2 separate regions of the Ovis aries genome follow, and region 2 is linked to region 1. The links are chromatin contacts, called in public Hi-C maps. All regions are on one chromosome and are shown on one strand. Each heading gives the region's core, a stretch centred on a gene start, on an enhancer-like site or on the middle of the called end of the contact. The rest is flanking DNA. Distances are from core to core; before and after follow the strand shown. Region 1 holds the start of OBSL1 (obscurin like cytoskeletal adaptor 1). Region 2 overlaps SLC4A3 (solute carrier family 4 member 3).

Region 1 (4,796 bases), core at 1,323-3,822:
AAAGCAGAGAAAGAGATGGAGGGGCTTGGGCCATTATCAGGGATTTTCAAAATGTTTGGCGGGGACCCTCATGGGCACCACACACAATTCTGCAAGGGTTTGAGTTGAACTTCATTTTGAAAGTACTTCAACCACTTTTAAAACTGCATTTTACAAAAAGAAAGCATGATAACAGAAACGGCCAGTGGGGTCACTTGGACTGCTAGGGGAACATGTCTGTCTTATCACTTGGCTCTGGGAATCTTGGCCTTCATCCTGGGCTTTTCTGTCCTCAGGGGGTGAGAGTTCAGCTCTGCCTGGCCGGTTTGTGCACATCAAACTGTACCCAAGAGGCCACCACCCGTGGTACAGGTGCCACATGCTTGACTGCGTGCCAGGATGGACTCGGGAGATTTGCCAACTATTTTTCTCTGAGGGAAAGAGTTGGGTAATAACTAGTGAAGGTATGCCGTGAGTTGCAATGAACTCCTATTATGGGAAGCTTTAACTTCCAATGTGAATTTGGCCTGTTTTTCACCCCTGACTTTTCTAGTTATGAGCAATGTAAGCATTTATTAAACACCGCTGGGGGCTCAACTTTGAAATATAAATTTCCTCTCCTTCACCTTCTTCTTCTTGCAAACCTGGAAAGCAGTCTAATGACAGAATAGTCAAAAATTGGGGGGCATTTTTTTGCCCTCAAGTTTTCTCTCTTTGGTGTGAATCGGGAGTTTGTCAGGGTGACACCTGAAGCTACGATTTCCCCATGGGGGGCTCAAAAGCTAGACCCAGTTATGAATGGTTAAAATGTGTGTGCTTAATAAGACAGCTCCCTTGTTCTCATTGACTGACTTTATAAATATATGTTACAAATTTGGATTTAGAAATTTACACCCATAAAATGATCCTTTTATATAATACACTGGGGCCCCGATGGGGTTTCCATTGGGGAATGGGTGGTGAAATAACAAAGAGGCTGAGAAACATTGAACTACAAGAGTTGTAGGTCCCTCTGGGTCAATCATTCAATCCTTCCCTAAAGCCCTTTATGGAAGAGTGGTTTTCTGCCATCTGCCTCAGAATCATTTGGAGAGCTTGCTAAGAAGTTCCTGGAGCAGGTACCTTGGAGACGTACTAAACCCGAATCCCTGGGGGATGGGAGGGAGGGAGGTGGGAAATGGCATTTTAATATTCAGCCTCCCTTACTCCTCGCTGTCTTCTAGGCACTGAGTGGGGCTGGAGTAAGGCGGGTCAGGGAGGGCGCTGGAGGCCCCTCCCCAGGCCCTGGCCGCCCGGGGGCGCCGTGGTACCTTTCACGTGCAACTGCACGGCACTGAGCGTCTGGCCCGCCGAGTTGCGCGCGGCGCACACGTAGAGCCCGCGGTCCTTGGCCTGGCAGTACAGCACCTTGAGCACAAAGCCGCCGTCTCGGTCGCGGTACATGAGGCGGCGGCGATCGGGGAGCAGCGGGCGGCCCTCCCAGTGCCATTCGATCTCAGGCTCCGGCTTGCCCATCACGTAGCAGCGGAACTTTGCGTGCTTGCCCTCGTTCACCCAGAAGGTCTTGGGCGCGCACTTGAGCGGCTCCACCACGGGCGTGGGGGCCTCGTCGGGGTCCTCGGGCGGGCTCTCGGGGGGCTGCTGCACTTGCAGCAGCGCCCCGGCCCGCGCGTGGCCGTGCGCGTTGCGGGCGTGGCACACGTAGACGCCCGAGTCGGGCAGCCGAGCCGCCAGGATGCGAAGCGCCAGGCTCGCGCCCGCGCCCGCGCGGCCCGGCTCGAGGGAGAAGTGGCTGCTGTCCCACACTTCGTCCAGCGCCATCCCATCCTTCTCCCAGTAGAGCGTGGGCGCGGGGAGGCCCCCCACCTGGCACTCCAGCACCACCTCCGCCCCCCGCAGCACCCACTGGGACCGGGGCCCCGTCAGGAACACCGGGGCGCCCTCCCCGGCTCCGGGCGGCGGCAGCGGGCGCTCGGCGAGCTGGGGCTCAGGCTCGGGGGCCGGCGGCTCCAGCACGGTGACGGCGGCCGCCGCGTAGGCCTCTCCGGCCGAGTTGCGGGCGCGGCACACGTAGACCCCAGCGTCGGTGGGCAGCGCGCCGCTCAGCAGCAGGCAGTGCTCGGCGCCGTCCACCGGGAAGCTCAGGCGATCGGAGGCCGCCAGCTGCTGCCCGCCCTTCTCCCACACGACAATGGGCGGCGGCTCGCCCAGCACCACGCACTTGAGCTCGGCCTCCGCGCCACTTACCACCCGCACGGGCCGCGGGAAGCGCAGGAAGCACGGGGGGCTCCCCTGATCCCCCGAGCCCGCCTTCATCGCGGCGGCGCAAGGGCAGGTCGGGAGCGGCGGCGGGAGCCCGGGAGGCGGGGCGCGGCCGGGGACTAGGCGCCGGGACCCGCGGGGCTCTCTGCTGGCCGCCCGCTCCCGGCTCGCCTCCTTACCCTCCGCCGGGAGCTGCGGCTCTGAGGCGGCGGCAGCGGCGGCGATTCCCGGGGCTCAGGGGGGGAGTCCTTCCTGTTTGCCTCTCCAGCGAGGGGCCCCGCAGCCTCCCCTGCCTGCGGCCTGGCTTCCTGCTCCCGAGAGCCGGCCTTCCCAGCCCCCTCCCACAGCCAGGGCCTCTTTCCCCTCCTCCCTCCCACCTCCAGCCGCCAGGTCCCCAGCAGTCCGCCAAAATCGGGCCTGAGTGACAGAGAAGCCTGCAGCTGCCAATCCCAAAAATATTCTCTGATGACACAGCTGGAGGACAAGAGCCCAGACCGGCTCCTCCAGTCTAAGTTTAGAGCAGGCGGGACCCCTGCCCCCCGCCTTAACCCCAGTTCTAGCCCCCGCCCCGGCGCTTCCCCCGAGAGGACTGGCCCAGCAGCTGCTGGGTTGAAAAGGGCCCCAGAAGCTGCGAGGGGCTGGCTTGCTCTGTCTCCCTGACAAATAACGCTTTTTAGACCTGGCAGACCCCCAGTTAACAGGCTCCTGTCCCATCTGGTGTCACCTCTGTGCTGGGTGCTGGGTTGTGACTCTCTGATTCTGTGTGTGTGGAGGGCGAGGGGTTGTATGTGTGGTTTAGGTCACTTGGGGTGAAAGCCCTCTCCAGCCCCTCCCCCACATTCCTGGCGGGAGTGGGAGATAAGGCTCAGGGCCACAGACATCTGCGTCAGAGATAGGAGGTCTCAATGCCATGGGCAGGGGCAACTCGACTGCGGGGCGTGGGAAGGGCTGGGGAAGACTGGGGTGAGAAGGGTAGAAGAGGGCGGTGGTAGGATGGGGAGGGTGGAGTGGGGAGGCCCTGGGCAGACCCTGGCAGAAGGGGCACAGGGCAGGGTGTGGGTTCCCGGTGGGCAGGGCCAGGTGAGCTATGTGGCTTCAGCTGCTCCTCTTCCTGCTGGCCCCTCAGGGCGGGCGTGGCTGTCATGGGCCGGAGCTGGACCGGGAACTTGTCCTGGCCAAGGTGAGGGCCCTGTTCCTGGATGCCTTGGGGCCCCCGCCGGTGACTGGGGAAGGTGGAGATCCTGGAGTCAGGCGTCTGCCTCGAAGGCATGCCGTGGGGGGCTTCATGCGCAAGGGCTCTGAGCCCGAGGACCAAGATGTCTCCCAGGCCATCCTTTTTCCAGCTGCAGGTAATGAGGGTGGGGTATTGGCGCCTTGACTCTGACAAAGAGTGTGGTGTAGCCTGGATTCGGGAGCTAGGCAGGTCTGGGGTTGAATCCCAGACCTGACACTCAACTGACTTTGCAACAGTGGACCAGTTACTAAACCTTCCTGAGCCTCTTGTCTCCTCATCTGTGAAAAGCGCCATAATGCCTACCTTTCAGGATTGAGTGAGATGGTGTATCCCAGAGTGCCCGGTTCATAGGAGCCATTTGTGAGATAGTCATCTGGGAGGCCAGCGGTGTTTAGGGACAGAGATATCTGGGGTACCCCTTCCTGCCATCTTTCCTCCTCCCTTTGCTTTTTTGCTCCCTGCTCCAAACATTGTTTCTTTAGCCTCAGAAAGCTGAGACTTGAGAAGATATCAGGGATGCGGGAGAACAGTTAGTTGGGAAACTAACCTACCTTCTCTTGAATTCTCATCTCCCCAGTCAGTTGCACTCACTCAGTGAGTAAAGCCCTCCTCTGGCTGGACCTTTTTGTAACCTGGCTTACTTTTCTCTCAGAGAGGATGCTCTGGCTCCCTGTGCTTCAGGCCCCAGGCAGCACAGTGAGTGTGGCTTTAGGATCAGGCAGAATCCCAGCCTGGACACTTAGTTTAATGTCTTTTCATCTTTCTAACGTTCAGTTTGCCCTGGTGGCTCAGATGGTTAAACATTTGTCTGCAGTGTGGGAGACCCAGGTTTGATCCTTGGGTTGGGAAGATTCCCTGCAGAAGGGAATAGCAATCCACTCCAGTATTCTTGCCTGGAGAATCCCATGGACAGAAGAGCCTGGTAGATGGGGTCACAAAGAGTCAGACATGACTGAGCGACTAACACTTCTCATCTGCCAAATGGATCAGTTGTTGTGAGGTTTATAATGAGATGTTCCACATAACAGTACAGCCCCAATTGCTAGTTCTTTAATTTGTGCTGTTCGTGACTGTTTGATGCAGTTTATATACTTGTCAGGGTAAGGATGCCAACTGCATTTTCTTCGAAAGCACTGTCCTTGATTCTGAGCTGAATCCTTTCTCCTCCTCCCCACCCCCTTCCTCTTCCTTCTTGGTGTTAACCTTTTTAAAGTGAATTAAAGAATTTCTCATGCAGTATTTCTGACATGAGTAATATAACAAATGCCTGTGTACACAGTGTTCAAGGTACCATTTCATAGTATCAGATAAAAATTTAAAT
Region 2 (4,796 bases), core at 1,380-3,879, 61 kb after region 1:
CTGTCTCCTCCTCCAGGCTTGTCCATCATCATGGGGGTGTTTATCTCCTTCTCCAGGTCTGTCCATTGTCATGGGGGCTGTGCTACGTCGGATCCCACTGGCCGTGCTCTTTGGGATTTTCCTGTACATGGGGGTCACATCGCTGTCTGGTATCCAGCTGTCCCAGCGTCTATTGCTCATCCTCATGCCGGCAAAACACCATCCCGAACAGCCCTACGTGACCAAGGTAGGGCTGGGAAGCATGGAGATGGGGAGACGGGGTGATGGGGGGACTCCGAGGGACCCAGTGCTGGAGATGGACTTGATGACTCTGGAGGATAAGTTGGGACCTGCGGAGCTGAGTCCCTGAGGATGTGGTGAGACCCGACACCTGTTCCCCAGGTGAAGACCTGGCGGATGCACCTCTTTACGTGCATTCAGCTGGGCTGCATCGCACTGCTCTGGGTGGTCAAGTCCACGGCGGCCTCACTCGCCTTTCCCTTCGTGCTGCTGCTCACAGTGCCTCTGAGGCGTTGCCTTCTGCCCCGGCTCTTCCAGGACAGGGAGCTGCAGGCGGTAAGGGATGGTGCTTGGGTTGGTCTTAGGGGGCCTGGGCCCTGGATTCACGGAGGCCTGGCTCCCAGTCTCTTCTGTTGTGTGACTGATCTTCTGAAATCTCAACGGGGCTCCTGGGTTTCTGGTAGCTCAGCTGGTAAAGAATCTGCCTGCAATGCAGGAGACCCCAGTTGGATTCCTGGGTTGGGAAGGTCCCCTGGAGAAGGGATAGGCTACTCACTCCAGTATTCTTGGGCTTCCCTGGTGGCTCAGTTTGTTAAAAATCCACCTGCAATGCGGGAGACCTGGGTTCAATCCTTGGGCTGGGAAGATCCCCTGGAGGAGGGCATGGCAACCCATTGCCGTATTCTTGCCTGATAATCCCCATGGACAGAGGAGCCTGGCAGGCTATAGTCCATGGGGTTGGAAAAAGTCGGACACAACTGAGCGACTAAGCACAGCACAATGGGGCTATTAACAGAGTCTCCCTTATGAAATTGTGGTGATGATTAAACACAAGTTCAGGTAAAGCAACGAGAAGGGTGTGGTTTGGTGTGAAGGAAGCAGAGGCTGTTGGAGACAATTGTGCAGGTTGTGTCCTGAACAAAAGCACACAGCTGAGGGACGGATGGGGTGGGTGGCATTGAAATCCATCCTGAGCCCTGCTTCGGTCGGCTGGAGCAGGAGTCCTCACTCCCCAGGATCTAATGCCTGATGATCTGATGTGGAACTGATGTAATAATAATAATAGAAATACTGTGCACAATAAACGCAATGTGCTTGAGTCACCCCGAAACCATCTCTACCCACCACCGCCATCCTTTCCACGGAAAACCTGTCTTCCGTGAAACTGGTCCAGGCTGGGATCCTCTGAGCTAGAGGAAGGGACATCTTTTTGAAAACTGTCCATTCATACATGGTGTACAAAGGCACCCCAGGAGCTCGGAGTACCAGGAAGTTTTTCTGCGTGGTAGCTGCTATTGTCATCATTATTATTAGAAGGTGTCACTAGAGGGTGACCTGAAGCTTTTGGCCAGAGGGAGGTGCTTCAACCTTGGGCCATGGTCCCTGTAGACAGTGAGGGTGGAAAGGTCTGGGGGCAGTGAGGGCTGCCAGCCAGAGGAGGAACTGATGAATAGGAGGCGGCAAGCCCACTTCCCCTGCCTTTCCCAACTCTTCACTACCTTCTACAGCTGGACTCTGAAGATGCTGAACCAAACTTTGATGAAGATGGCCAGGACGAGTACAACGAACTTCATATGCCCGTGTGATCCTCCACCATGGCGCTGCTGGGAGACCCTGACACTTTAGTGATCAACACCTGGGCCCCAGTCAGAGCCCAACCCCAGGGCCAGCTGGCTCCTCATGACCCAGAGACGTGCCTGGAACCACTACTGTTGCCTCGGCCAGAAGGACCCCCCTGACTCTACCCCAGGCGCTGACCTCGTCTCACCCAGGTCCTTTCACAGACCAGACCGGCACAGGCTTTGAGCTCATTATAACCACACTCCTTGTCTTGTGTCTGCTTCACTTTCTTGGTTCCCTCTCTGGTTTCTCGGGTCATACTTACCATCTGGAAATTGGAAGAATTCTGTTTTCAGGGTCATCAAAATCAGACAGTTTTGAGGCAAGGACAGAATTCTTGGGGGAAAGGGAGAGAATGGAGACCACAGAAGGTCAGAGATGGGCCTTATCACCCACCCCCAACCTCACCCCCCCACTCCTCTGAAGTACAGTTCAGCTGCTGGAGGCTCAAGGTCTGGCTTAAGGTCATTTGCCATTAATGCAGCCCCAGTTTAGAAGGGGAGGGAGAGAGAGGGGAGAGAGAGCAGGTTGCTCTGCTTTAGCCACAAGGGAAACCAGAGCGTCTCAATGACTGTGGAGCTACTGAGGGGAATGGAAAATGTTTATTTTCTTTTCGTCATCCTTGACATTCCGAAGAGCAGGGACAGTAGCTGCCCAGTCCCCTAGACGCCAGGGTGGAGCTGGATTTGGGGTCCCTGGACCATTTTAGATTCTCCAGGCTTAAAGGAGAGGCAGTTCTGGGACTCCTGAGGCCACTCCTTGTGCAACAGTCTTTGTTAGGCCAGAAATAACCTGGGAGGCCTTGAGGAGGGTGCAAACTGGGAGCCCGTTGCGTCACAGTTACTAGGCAACCAGCAGCGTGGTTCAGCCGCTAGTCCCTGTGTTGCCCTCTGGTGGCCGCTCTCTTGCACTGCAGGCCCTGTCCGGTCTGCGCCCGGGAAGCACTGCCACCTGGTGGACCCGCTGTGGTCAAAGATCCCATTCAAGTACATTTAGTTCCTCCTAGGGAAACAACTCCTAGGGCTTCCCTGGTGGCTCAGTGGTAAAGAACCCACCTGCAATGCAGGAGACCTGGCTTTGATTCCTGGGTTGGGAAGATCCCCTGGAGGAGGGCAGAGCAACCCTCTCCAGTATTTTTGCTTGGAGAATCCCCATGGACAGAGGAGCCTGGCGAGCTGTAGTCCATGGGGTCGCAAAGAGTCGGACACGACTTAGCAACTAAGCCTAGCATAGGGAGGCAAGAGGGTGGGGCAAAGAGGTGTCATGGACTCCCGTGAGCACCCGAGCTGGAGTGCCTCGACCCTACCTTCACCACTTCCTCAGGGGCTGGCCCAACTTCTTCCTTGTTCTTTCCCCATTTTCCTCCCAGATGTTCAGGCCAACAGCTAGAGCCCTGAAGTTTGGAGAGGGCATGGAGAGCTGTGAGACTGTGCTGTTCATAAGGAAGAGAGACGCCAGGTGCCCCTCCAGCTGTCCTCGGTTGTCATTCAGACTTAAGTATTAATGTTTCCGTCCAGTCGGCTGCTTGAGTCTCTGGCGCCATGAAGGCCTCCAATTGCATCTGCCCTCTGTGACGACAAGATTCCTTTTCCCTTAGATGGGCCAAGGCCAGGTGGAATTGCTGAGGAACTTCGCCAAGGAGAAAAGTGAAGGTCAAACATAAACATAGGACAGTGACAGGCAAAGCCGGTACAAAATGCAGAGATGGCAGAGGCCGCACATAGAGATAGGCTTGGCAGAGAAGCTTTGCACGCAGGCCTCTGTTCCTTTCCTGAGGTCTAAATCAGGTTGCCCGGTCCCATCTTCTGGGCCTTGGGGCAGCTTCCCTGTTGGGTCTGAGGGATGCTGAGACGCCCACGGGAAGGAACCTACTTCTGTCAGAACACCTGAGAGGAAGTAGTGACCTGGGCCCTGAAATCTCGGCTCTTCATTGGACAGAGTTTGTGTCAGTCATCTCTGCCTGGCGAGTAACTGAGAACTGTGGGCGTTGCTCAACTGGAAAAATAAGAAACAAGAGGGCGGGGCCTTTTGAAATGAATGAGTCCTGGTGCTGGCTAATGAGTCAAGTGGCCTCCAGTATAACTAGGCCCTTGAGGCCTCAGTCAGAACAATGTGGATGATGATTTAGCTGCTAATTTGTGTCCGCCTCTTGCAACTCCACAGTGTGTAGCCCGCCAGGGTCCTCTGTCCATGAGATTTCCCTGGCAAGAATGCGGGCATGGGTTACCATTTCCTTTTCCAAGGGATCTTCCCAACCCAGGGATCAAACCCAGCGTCTCCTGCATCCTAGGCGGAATCTTTACAAACTGAGCCACCAAGGAAATTAGAACAATAGGGGAACAAATTTCAGTGAAAGACTGAGCGAGTTATAATCTCTGGCTATGGACATCCCTTCCCAACACCCTCCACGGGAGAGGACACGAATAAGGCCTAAGAGCTTGGAGCCTTAGAGGTCATCACCTTTGCCCTCCCCTTCCCCCACCCCTACCCCCGAGGGAAGGCAACTGTAGGGAAGTACAAGGCCAGAGTTGGCCAGCATAAGCGCTGAACTGGGCCTGCGTTGGGGGGAATTCTTTCTCACCCAGGATGGGGGTCTGTGGAGGTGCTGAGACCACTTAGGGGGCTGAGCAGCTCACAGGTTTGCCAGGGATGGGTCCCTTGAGGGATGGCTGAGGACAGAGGGAGAGTGGGGGCCAGAATAAGACAAGGGGGATGGGACAGTGACGAACGCACAGAGACTCGTGGCCTGGCCTTTCAGAGATCATTCAGAGATCTTTACGTTTGGAGACATTCAGAGTGTGTCCTGAGGCCCTCGCGGCATCTGTGTTTTCTCTGACTTTCCCTTCACTGACCCTTCAACTTTATCCCCCTGGGGTCTGCAGCTTGACTTAGGCTGCCTTCTTCTAAGGGTGGAGGGGAGCCAAGGGAGAGGCGCCCATGAGGCCCTGGTAGTGCAG

Evidence for each region. Hi-C and Micro-C count contacts between places; a contact is called where the count stands out from the background.
Region 2: a Hi-C map of muscle shows a contact between it and region 1, with 3 times the contacts expected there. The contact joins the enhancer-like site here to the promoter of OBSL1 in region 1. A contact is called at or near these places in 11 of 16 Hi-C or Micro-C datasets (blood, liver, mesenteric adipose tissue and 5 more).

The regions. Positions count from the first base shown.
Region 1 is chr2:221,491,365-221,496,160 of ARS-UI_Ramb_v3.0, forward strand. OBSL1 (obscurin like cytoskeletal adaptor 1) reads right to left here and starts at 2,573. Exons shown (of 20, transcript XM_042244294.1): 1 at 1,290-2,573. The coding sequence starts at 2,295. It overlaps INHA (inhibin subunit alpha), which reads left to right and starts at 3,329. Exons shown (of 2, transcript NM_001308579.1): 1 at 3,329-3,590. The coding sequence starts at 3,329.
Region 2 is chr2:221,552,657-221,557,452 of ARS-UI_Ramb_v3.0, forward strand. SLC4A3 (solute carrier family 4 member 3) reads left to right here. Exons shown (of 22, transcript XM_042244296.2): 21 at 57-226; 22 at 1,728-2,064. The coding sequence ends at 1,805. Among named protein-coding and RNA genes, the nearest start is that of SLC4A3, 15 kb to the left of the region's middle. Within about 2 kb of position 2,630, at least 19 of the 54 cell types and tissues checked have an H3K27ac peak or open chromatin away from gene starts, as enhancers often do. A contact at or near this core is called in muscle, where this site is marked.